Regions from separate parts of the Mus musculus genome. Here region 1 is linked to region 2. A link is a contact called in public Hi-C data. All regions are on one chromosome and are shown on one strand. The core of a region is the stretch at or near the end of the contact, and the rest is flanking DNA. Distances in the headings are between cores, read along the strand shown. Region 1 holds the start of 4930449C09Rik (RIKEN cDNA 4930449C09 gene). Region 2 has its middle 40 kb from the start of 4930449C09Rik.

What was found. Hi-C and Micro-C count contacts between places; a contact is called where the count stands out from the background.
Region 1: a Hi-C map of bone marrow-derived macrophages shows a contact between it and region 2, with 1.8 times the contacts expected there. The contact joins the promoter of 4930449C09Rik here to the enhancer-like site in region 2. A contact is called at or near these places in 3 of 15 datasets of contacts at CTCF or cohesin (CD8 T cells, the G1E-ER4 cell line and the NIH/3T3 cell line), 12 of 484 Hi-C or Micro-C datasets (ECoMG myeloid progenitors, the G1E-ER4 cell line, LSK cells and 7 more), 3 of 115 datasets of contacts at active chromatin or transcription factors (the HPC-7 cell line, bone marrow-derived macrophages and embryonic stem cells) and 1 of 9 other capture datasets (embryonic stem cells).

What each region holds. Positions count from the first base shown.
Region 1 is chr15:63,717,066-63,722,744 of GRCm38.p6, forward strand. It overlaps 4930449C09Rik (RIKEN cDNA 4930449C09 gene), which reads left to right and starts at 1,283. Exons shown (of 4, transcript NR_166778.1): 1 at 1,283-1,395; 2 at 4,711-4,876.
Region 2 is chr15:63,675,380-63,681,492 of GRCm38.p6, forward strand. No RefSeq gene overlaps it. Among named protein-coding and RNA genes, the nearest start is that of 4930449C09Rik, 40 kb to the right of the region's middle. Within about 2 kb of position 3,767, at least 29 of the 459 cell types and tissues checked have an H3K27ac peak or open chromatin away from gene starts, as enhancers often do. A contact at or near this core is called in the HPC-7 cell line, LSK cells, bone marrow-derived macrophages and 2 more, where this site is marked.

The DNA.
Region 1 (5,679 bases), core at 33-2,532, 39 kb after region 2:
TTTGAGGACGGGAAGAGAGAGAAACATGTCATGTCCGACTGGAGCTCAGAGGGGGCTCCAACATGTTGTCACCTCAGGAAGGGCCAAAGAGATGTGGAACTCCAGTCTTTGGTGGGGGAGGGGGGCATGGTCCTGAAAAAATCTTACCAAAGTGTATTAGAATCCTTGAAATGTACATTTTTGAGCAGTCAGCATAGAGTAGTACTGCTTTATCTGTGAGAGGTATTCTAAGCGATACTTTTGGGGGGGTGGATATTTTCTTTACTTACATCTCAAATGTTTTCCGCTTTCCAGGTCTCCTCTTCGGAAATCTCCTATCCCATCCCCCTAGCCCCTGCCTCTATGAGGACGCTCCCCCACCCACCCACTCCTGTCCTCCCGCCCTGGCATTTCCCTACACTGGGCCACCTAACACCCTCAGACCCAAGGGCCTCTCCTCCCACTGATGTCCAACAAGGCCATCCTCTGCCACATAGGTGGCCAGCGCCATGGGTGGCTCCATGTGTACTCTTTGGTTGGTGGTCCAGTCCCCGGGAGCTCCGGGGTGGGAGGGGGGTTGGCCTTAAACCCAAGAAAGTTCCAGACAAAACAGGCTAAGGCAGTCCTTCTGGTTAGCTTTCCATCTGTGTCAGCCTCTAAGCTACCTGAGCCTGAGGCAAACATCCTTCCTTCTTCAGGTGTCCCTAATAAGGAGGTAAGAGTGTAAGCCAGGCAGGCTTTAGGAAGAAATTTAAATGAAAACACCCACAGCAGACCACCTGGCTCCCAGAAGTCACTCAGGGAGGGGCCGCTATTACTAAGGTGCCATGAAAAAGGAGAAAAATAGGAGTTTTCTCACCACCCCTTCAATATGGTCTTCGGAATTCTCCCCGAAATGACTCTCCTAGGACCCTGGTTTGCAGCCAGCTGTTAGGGATCGCCATAAACAGCATAGCTTTAACAAGCCGAAGCAGCCCTGTGCTGTGCGGCACAGTGAAGCCCCAGCTTCACTGCTTAGAAGTTCCCATAACTCAAGTCTCTCATACTCTAGGCAAGCTTCACCAATGACACACTGTGTGTCTCACGGAGACTTGGCCCGGGAACAGAAGTGAAGCCAACTGAGTTTCTTTACCACTGACTGCCCTTGAAAGTTTTAACCTGTCCTGCTTTGTCCCAGACTGGACCTACAGCTCTCGCCCAAGCATCCCTACCGCGTTCCCCAGGAAGTGAAAGGGGTCCTGGATTGCTAACCTCCCCTCGCGCGCCGGCTCCAACGGCCCCCTCCACCACCACCACCACCACCACCACCACCACCACCACCACCACCCCCACCGTGAGCTCTATAGACACTGCTTTAATTTTCAGAAGTAACTGATGCAAAACTTCACAACTTTATTATAAACAGGAAAAAAAAACGTAAGTCCCACACAACCCCCGCCTCTCTCCCTGTTCTTTCTCTCCTTCTCCCTCCCTCATTTCCTCCCTCTCTCTCCCTTCAAAGTTCTGCATTACTCTATGCACGTTCCTCCCAAGGTTCATGCTCTGTCAGGACCCATTATCTCTTCTTTGTAATAACCTATGTACCATTATCCTGAACTCAGAACAACTCTGGCAAAGCAGAAATAATGCATCATCCACTAACATGGAAAATATCAAGGGTACAGATCGAAACAAAGCATTCTCAAAAGAGGGAGCTCAAACAGCTGAGGAGGACTTAAAGAAATGGTCCACATCCTTAGTCATCCCAAAAATGCAAATCAAAACGGCTTGAAGAATTCATCTTGCACCCATCAGGATGTCTAAGATCAAGGAGACAAATGTCAGCTATGCTGGCAAGGATGTGGGGTAAGGGAAACACTGATCCATCGGTGAAAACTTGTAGAGTCACTATGGAAATCAGCATGGCTGTTCCTCAAGACGATGAGAATCAATTTACTTCAAGACCTAGCTATACCATTATTCTTGGGGATATACCCAAAGGATGCTTCATCCCATCCCAGAGACACTGATCAGCTCTGCTCATTGCTACTCTATTCATAATAACAGAAATTGGAAACAACCTAGATACCTAGAAGAGATAATGGGTCCTGATACACTCCATGAGAGAGAACCCATACTGGACACTGGTTAGGTGACCAAGAACCTGAGATTAGATAGGCCAGGGACCTAAGGTAAAACCAAACATCACTTTTCTAAGAGGAAGGAAGGAAGGGAGGGAGGGAGGGAGGGAGGGAGGGAGGGAGGGAGGGAGGGGAAGAAGGGGAAAGGGAAGAAGGGAAAGGGGAAGGGGAAGGGAAGGGAAGGAGAAAGCAGTAGCAATAAAATGGCTACAACTGACATTCTGCCATACCCATAGATCAGCACGTTGCTCAGTCCACATTGGAGAAGCTTCCTCCTGCACTAGATGGGAACAAATATAAAAACCCAAGCCAGATATTATATGGAGTGAGAGATTCTGGAACACTCAGCTCTAAAGAGGGTATCTCTGTCAAATCCCTCTCCTCAGTGCTCAGGGACTTCTGCAGAAGAGGGGCAGAAAGAATGTAAGAGCCAGAGGGAATGAGAAACACTAAGAAATCAAGACCTTCAACAGGATCACACATATGACCTCAGAGACTGAGGCAGCATGCGCAGGGCCTGCACAGGGCCTAGATGGAGTCCTAGAGCTAAAGCACAAATCCCACATCCTAACAAACACCTCATCCTGACCCAGAAGCAACCTCCAATTGGTAGGCAGTTACAAATGAAAAATAAGTTTTCTCCAAAGGGAAGCAAGCTACTCCTAAGAGTAGGTCGCATGCCCAGCAGTAAATAAACAATGAATTCAGTGGTGTCTTTGAAGGTCCTAGTCTCATAATGCCATGTCAGGGAATTGTTTTTATTTTATCTTATTTTTTCTAATCTTATTTAATTTATAGTTTTCATCACTTTTTAACCCTATAGGTCATAGAAAAATAGATGATGGATAGGTATTTCAGATATATATAAATTGTGTGTGTGTGTGTGTGTGTGTGTGTGTGTGTGTGTGTGTGTGTGTACATTAAACCAGTTTAGTGTTTTATGGGATTTCTGAGTGTGCCAACAAGTGGGTCTTTGCATGTATGTCCCTTGTACCTTTACTTGGGCTATTTTATTTGTTCATTTAGTCCTTCTCTGATTATCTTAATTATCTTTGTTTTATTAGTCCTTTGAAACCTGTTCATTTTGTAATGAGAGACAGAAAGGGGGTGGATCCAAATAGAAGGGGAAGTAAAGAGGAACTGGGAGGAGTAGAGGGGGGAGAAACCATATTCAGGATATATTACATGAGAAAAAAATCTATTTTTAACAGAAGGGAAAGTTTATGATATATTATTTATATATATATTTATTTGAGATAACTCATTTAGTCTTACAAACCTATAAAATACATTGTTACCAGAATTATTTAAATAAATTTACTAAGAACATTTAAAAGGGGGAAAAGCTAGCCTGCTCTTGGTCATGTGGTAAGAAAGGACTCTCTATTCCTAACCTTTTCTTTAAAAAAAAAAAAAAAGGTTAACTTTTTAACCTGCCTAACTGCTAATGAGTATAGTCTTATTTTTGGAGGGATGAAAACCATTCTCAAATTAATTGTGATGTTTGAACATCTCTGTCAAGTACACTAAAAACCACTCAATTGTGTGTTATAAATGAGTGAGTTACAGAAGTTACAAAGTATATTACAATAAATTTTTATTTTTGTTATTTCATAATTTGTTTTCCAGTCCAGGTCTCACTGTGCAGTTCTGGAAGGCCTGAAACTCTTTGTAAATTAGAATGATCTTGAACTCACAGAGAGTCACCTGCCTCTGCCTGCCTCTGCCTCCGGAGTGCTAGAATTTCAATAAATTTTTCAAAAAGAGAAAGAACACAGGAGTCTGCCCTGGAATGTGGGTTTGACTCCTGGCTGTGCAACCTGGCGTACATTAACGTACATTTTCCATGACCCCTCCCCTTCTCTGTGAGTCCAGTGCTTCCTCTGCAAATTGGGTTAAAGCAACATCTCCTACAAACGGGCAGTTGGGAAGAATTATTTTTAAAGTAATTTAGCAGCTCCCAGGATATACAAAGCCATGTGTAAGGATACTGCTCTGTTTCAGCTCTGCATTCCAACGGTTTGGTGTTATGGTTAAGTGCCTGATTCAGAGGAAGTAGAGATGATTTCTCGTGTTTGTAACTCGGCCAGGCACAAGCAAGGACATGAATGCAGGACATATCTGCTGGCAGGCTTTAGTCAGTCAGAAGACATGAAGGTTTCCAGTGACTTGGTTTGAGTTCTAGTCACCACCTTGCAACATGGTTACCCTAAACACAAGTCCTTCACATCTACCCCAAGTTTTGACTGTCTTAATCCAACTCATAAAACTGACAGTTTCAGATCTATCAAACTCAAATGGTTTGTTTCAAACATGAAATAATTAATGCCACGGATGTCTTTTTTAAACTGCATCTCTCCCTCTCAGACATGGGTTTTGCCCTAAAGATGGTCCAGGTGTCTCTTTTGCTCTTGAATCCCTCTCCTCCATCCCCTTCCACTCCTTGCTCGTTCATCTGTACATCAAACACCTAAAACGGGTGAGAACTGAGCCCGAACCTCGAGAAAAAGAGTAGCTGAGCTCCGGAGGCCAGTAGATCTCCTTCTATGTGCACAGCCTGGGGTATGAAGTCCTAGCTAGTGCTTGTCCTTTCACTTTGGTTCCTTGCTAGGACACAGAAGATACATGGAGGCAGTAGTGGCCTGTTCATCAAGCCTTCCAGACCTCCAGGTGGGAAGATGGAGGTAGGTGAGCCCAGCCTGCCAACCACCAACTCTGAAAGCCTCTACTGCCATCTACTGACCAGTGGGGGAATTCATGGGCAAAATGCCAAGAAGGTGAGTTCCTCAGTTAAAAGTTTTAATAATCAGTTCCTGCAGCCCCCCACCCCATTTCCTCCCAATGAGAAAATTCCCAAGCCCTCATAAGTAAGGGGCTTCTATGACACCATACCATCAGTCGTAGCAGCCTATCTCCCCTGCACCCAGATTGGCTCTGCCCACCTACAGTTCTTCCATTTGAAAATAGAGCCACACTAGCCTGTAAGAAAGATCCAAGACTGGGTCTGCATTAATATTTGCTTTTCAGCCCAGAGCTCAGTGCCACAGGGCCAGCAACGCCCTTCAAGGACAAGGTTCTGAACTAATCATTTGAAAGTATTTGCTGGGTTTTGGTTTGTTTTTTAGAATATGAAGATACCAGGTTTGTTCACACACACACACACACACACACACACACACACACACACACACACACACACACACTCCTATAATCCCAACACTTAGGAAGTTGAGCCACCAGGAAGGAAAATCTTGAGTTTGAGGTTAGATTGGGCTACAGCAAGACTCTGTGGTGTGTGTGTGTGTGTGTGTGTGTGTGTGTGTGTGTGTGTGTGTGTGTGTGTAAGTGTGTGTCAGAAAGACAGAGGTTGGTGAAGTGGGAGGGAGAGAAAAAAGAAAGGCATAAGGGAAGTGAGAGAGGGAGGGAGAGAGAATGGGCCATGTTTATTATACTTTACAACATACTTTAAAGTTTTTGCCTTTACATGCTAAGTAAATTATTGATTGCATTTTAAGTGACCCTGTTCCTCCTAAAATTGATACCTTTTTAAAAGAATGCTGACTTTCAAAAGGGGACAAAC
Region 2 (6,113 bases), core at 2,517-5,016:
CAAGTTGGCTTTGTAAGTTGTTGGTTTTATCAAAATTGAGTCAGGGTGTGTTCAATACAATGTTGAATTCATTGGGGAGGTGGGGGGAGGAAAAAAAAAAAAAAGCAAAAGAAAGCCCTTGCTTCTTCAATACCGGGAGCTTACAAAGACACATAAACCATGAGGAATTCCAAGGACTTAACTCAGAAGCCGCTCTGCAAATACATGGCTTGAACAAAGGGCCAATGTTCCTTTCAGAAAAGAGTGCGGGGCTGGTTTCCGGCATTTTCTTTAAGTCATTAGGACCGTGCCAACAAACAAACATATACTGGTCCCCAGAGAAAGACTTTCATTCATCGGAGCTTACAAGAGTTTGATTATTGGGACAGGGGTGCTCCAGGGCACGTGCCTCGCCAGCCTGCCCCCAAATGTACAGATTTGCTTAAAGGGTTTTATTGATGGTGGCTACAGACAGATAGAGCCTGTGGGGGAGCTGACAGCCCCTGGACACTAACGGATTAGTGTCATCCAAACCAACACACTGTCCTATCAGAGACAGCTGAAGGCTCGGCCTTGTTCCTCAGGAATCTGTTTCTGTAAACATGCAAAAATATAGAACAGCACACTTGTGTTTAGTAGGCTTGAGATTCCCTTTACTAGGACAGTCAAAGGGTTCTGAAGATTTGGAATGAAATGTCACTGGGTGATTTTAGATGATGTAATGTTTGGATCTTTACCCGGATACATGTTTCAGCTTTTAACAAACATGAAAATGAACAGTGTCCCGAAAACACTGGGGCATTCGATGAAGGATGAAGCCCTTTCCAAACTCCAGCTATCCACACATCATCTTAGGTGGCTTTGATAACCTCTTGGCTATAGACCCTCCATCTTTATGTCAACAGTAAAAATAGCATAAATGTACAACAGCACAGAATAGCATTGTATATGGTTCATTGGAAGTGCACCAGGCATGAGTCGTGTTAACACAGTGGTTCTCAACCTTCCTAATGCTGTGACCTTTTAATACAGTTCCTCATGTCCTTATGTTGTGGTGACCCCCACCCCAACCATTTTCATTGCTACTTCACAACAGTAATTTTGCTAATGTTATGAACTGTAATGTAAATATCTAATATGTAGGTTGTCTGATATGTGACCCCTGTGGGGGTTGTAACCCATAGGTTGAGAATTGCTGTGCTATTTGAATGTAAGATACCGTCATTACTTGGGCCTTCACTGGTCTGGAGAGGTGATGAAGCCTTTAGAATATAGGCCCTAGCTAATAGATGTAGACTGTAGAAGGCAGGCCTTTAGAGTTATAGCCCAAACCTGGTTTCCGCCTGAGGTCTTAGCATCCCAGTCAGTGGCATAGGACAAGCTGTTACTATAAGTTCTTCCACCACGAACCAACCCATGCCAGTAACTGCTTTCTCCACCACCATCAGTAGGCAAAGAGATGCTAAGCTATGGTTGAAAAATCAGCATTTTGTAAGTAGAAACATGCCCGGGCAAATGTTTTTTCCTGAAGCCAGTGGGATAGGTTTCAAAGAAGTATTTGAATTGAAATGGGAGGACATAAGAGATGATAAAATTCACATGGAGTAGAGGGTGGCGAGAGTCCCCCGAGCACAAAGAAGAGGTCATCAGAAGATAGGGTTTAAGGGAATATGGGAGAAAGTGATTGATCTGTCTCCTCTGGGAAGCATGCCAATCACCACTCACACTTCTTCCAAGTACCCCAACTCCACCTCTATCAGAACACCAATTCCACAGTATTAGAGCATTCTCTTTGACTGCCCCACCTGGGGCTCCATCCCATCGACAGACACTAAACCCAGACACTATTGCCAATGCCAAGAAGTACTTGCTAACAGGAGCCTGATTTAGCTGTCTTCTGAGAGGCTCTTTGGAGCCTGGCAAATACAGAGGTGGATGCTTGCAGCCAACCATTGGACTAAGCATGGGGTCTCCAATGGAGGAGTTAGAGAAAGGACTGAAGGAACTGAAGGGGTTTTCAACCATAGGAAGAACAACAGTATCAACCAACCAGACCCCCAGAGCTCCCAGGAACTAAACCACCAAGCAAAGAGTACACATGGAGGGACCCATGGCTCCAGCTGCATATGTAGCAGAGGATGGCCTTGTCAGACATCAATGGGAGGAGAGACCCTTGGTCCTGGGAAGTCTCCATGCCCCAGAGTAGGGGATTGGCAGGGCAGGGAAGTAGAAGTGGGTGGGAAGGTGGGTGAGCACCCTCATAGAAGCAAGGGGAGAACGGATGGGATAGGAAGTTTCCAGAGCAGAAACAGGGAAAGGGGATAACATTTGAAATGTAAATAAGTTACAGAGACGAAGTTTGGAGCTGAGACAAATGTATGGACCATCTAGAGACTGCCATATCCAGGGATCCATCCCATAATCAGCCTCCAAACGCTGACACCATTGCATACACTAGTAAGATTTTGCTGAAAGGACCCTGATATAGCTGTCTCTAGTGAGACTACACCGGGGCCTAGCAAACACAGAAGTGGATGCTCACAGTTAGCTATTGGATGGATCACAGGGTCCCCAATGGAGGAGCTAGAGAAAATACCCAAGGAGCTAAAGGGATCTGCAACCCTATAGGTGGAACAACATTATGAACTAACCAGTACCCCAGAGCTCTTGACTCTAGCTGCATATATATCAAAAGATGGCCTAGTAGGCCATCACTGGAAAGAGAGGCCCATTGGACTTGCAAACTTTATATGCTCCAGTACAGGGGAATGCCAGGGACAAAAAGTGGGAATGGGTAGGTAGGGGAGTGGGGTGGAGGGTATGGGGGGCTTTTGGGATAGCATTGGAAATGTAAATGAGGAAAATACCTAATTAAAAAAAAGAAATGTAAATAAATAAAATATCCAATTAGAAAAATTGGGGGGGAGCATTCTCTTCAATGCCTGATGCCTAACTCACAAACACACACAACATAATATTGTGGGCTGGGAGGCAGATGAGGGTTAATACCTCATTTTTCTGCTTTTAAACCAGCACGTAGACTAATTAGGTACTCAGGCACTCAGAAACAAGAGACCATGAGATAAGACAATCAACTGCTTTGGTGAGTGGGGAGAAGGGATAGGATAGGGGGTTTCTGAAGGGGAGTCCTGGAAAGGGGAAAACGTATGAAATGTAAATAAGGAGAAGAAGAAGAAGAAAAAGACACCTTGTTTGGAGTGTCTCTGTTATCTGAAGTTAGGAATGTGGGAGGAGAGGGGCTTCCCTGGAGATAGTGGTACTGGGCACCTTCATGAGTGAGACAGATGGTGTGCCAGGGCAGACATGGGCTGGAGGTCTAGATCTGGGATCACTTATAATAAGATGGTGGTCACACACAAGTGCAGTGTGTATCCAGAAAGGGCTGGAAATAATGAGAACAAGCGTCAGGGCCAACAGACAGAGAACCGTCTCCCAGAGAGTCCATGAAGAGCTCTCAAAAGATGACAAGACTCTGCCATTGCTGAGACAGGGCTGAGAGAAGAAAGAAAAGCTGGCCCACAACCATTCCAGAAATGTCAACGGAAAAAGGCGGTCTTTTGGAGGTCTGTGTTTTCCAGGTTCCCAGCCCTGGTCCAAAACGTTATCTTCAAACCACCATTTACTCCCAAGACCCTTCTCCGACCCTCGTCCTTCCTCTGCTATTTATGTTGCTGCTGTGGTTTTCCTTTCTGACCCTTCTCATTGAAACTTTGAAAGAAAAGGGGAAGAAAGCCAGGATGCCTCTCACTGAGTCAGGGTTAGCAGTAGGTGACAGCTTTGACCCTGTGTGTTCTCTGGGGAGACAGCATGAGGCCATAGGAAGACCAGAGGCTTCACTTCCTACCCATGACGTAAACAAGTCCATAACTTCTCAGTACCCTTGTTTCTCATTTATTTGTATCAAATACACACACACACACACACACACACACACACACACACACACACACACACATAAACACACACATGTAAACACACAAATTTCTGTTCAGTGTTGTGCCCAGTGCAGTAAGATTGTGAACATGAAGGCCATACCTAGTGCATACTACATAGCCCATAGATGTGCATTTCTGTTCCTTTGAGCAAGTTGTACAGCTGTGCAAAGATACAGCTGTTCCAGACCTCTGTGCTTTTACAACAAAAAGAGGACAGAATCAAATGGCATTCATCTTGCATGTTTATTGGGAGTATGAACATAAAAGCTCCGGGGCATTTTCAACATAGGCATCTCTGAACTTCTGGGTTGTTGGATTTTTTGTTTTTGTTTTTGTTTTTGTTTTCCCCCTTCTTACTTGGTTCTCTTACTGGAGAAGTCAGAAACAAAAGAGCTAGAATTCTAGTGTTGTCATGTGCCAGGAGATGTTGTTGTTATTTTTTTACATCCCAACCACAGTTTTCCGTCAAGGCTGAACAAAGCAACCAGTAAGAAGGAAAGGGTCCCAAAAGCAGGCAAAAGAATCAGAGACAGCCCCTGCTCCCACTGTTAGGTGTCCCACAAGAAGATGAAGCTATACAATCTTACCATATATGCAGAGGGCCTAGGTCAGTCCCATGCTGGCCAGGAGATGTCTTTTAATGGATGCATGAATGGATGGATGATGGGAAGACAGGAGGATGAAGGGCATTGTCTTAGCTAGGTTTTCTATTTTTATGATAAAACACCATGAACAAAAACAACATAGGGAGGAAAGGGCTTGCTCATTTCATTTACAGATCCACGTTAGAGTTTAAAGCTGAGGAAAATCAGGGCAGGAGCCTGGAGGCAGAGACTGAAGCAGAAGCTTAAAGGAGAACTGGCTTGCTTCCCAGGGCAAGCTCAGCCTGCTTTCTTGTATAGTAATGGGGTATGGGGGCAGGGCACTGGGCCCTCCCATGTCAATCACCAATCAAGAAAATCTACCACAAGCCAATCTACTAGGGGCATTTATTTTTTTCAATGGAGGATCCCAAATGACTGTAGCTTATATCAAGCTAACATAAAATTAACCAGCACAGATGTGTCCAGGGACATGAATAGATTCTTACACATACAGAATCGCCTTACTCAAGCTGCTTCAGTTGTACCATGATCTCCTGAGAAACTAGAGCCACAAAAATAGAATCTCAGGGGCCTAAAGACTATGAAAAATCTTTGCTCCTTGTTTTGTGCACTCACAAACTAGACATTCTTGGCCAAGTCCTGTTTAGAAATGGTTGTATAGCCTGAGAAAATTGGATTTGACTTGCCATGTAGAATTCTGTTAACACAGTTATATAAACATAGCTCTTTATTAATCTAAATTACTGGCCTTCAGGCTGAGTTTATTTTATTTGCACACAAGATCTTCCATCCCTGGGAACCCTAGAGGACAAGTGTGTCCCAATGAGAACAAGACTTTTGTAAACCACTTAGAAACAGCCCCTCAGGAGGTGCCACATAAACAAAATGTAATGAATTGTTCCCCCCCCCCCCCCGTCAAAAATGAACAATTCATAATGTGCCCCTGAATGGAACCAACAGGCCCTCTTGTCAAACACTGCACTTTGATGTCTTTTTCACTGGTTAGAAAAAAAGAAAGAAAGAAAATAACATTCTTCTTAATGACTTTTTTTTTCATAAGGAAAAGAGAATAAACGTATCCACTACCCAGCCAAGAGGACCCTCCCTGATAACTTTGGATGAGGCACACTGGACATCTAAATAAAACTTTCTTGACTACAGAAAAACTCAGCTGATACAATTACAGTATTCTCTGTGTTGGAAATCATAAGCAATTTAAAGCAATATTCCTAAATACATAGTAGGTGTCATAGACATAATAACAGAACATAATAAAAAGAAGGGCTTACTAGCATCTATTTCTCGCTAGCAAGACACTATATTGCGTTGTTCAATAGACCCACCTCAACAACCCACAGCATAAGTGCTGGTATTGCCCTCATTTTACGAGTGAGAGAACTGAGTCTGAAAGAGAGAAATTTGGGTATTTATTCTGCCACTAACTAGCTATATGATCCAGGGCAAGTGACCAATAGACCAGTTTTCTGATCTCTCAGGCAAAGCCTTTTGTTTTCATTCATCTGCTTCTGCTGAGGTTCTCTGGTTACAGAAACAGAAGTCTATACTGACAGAC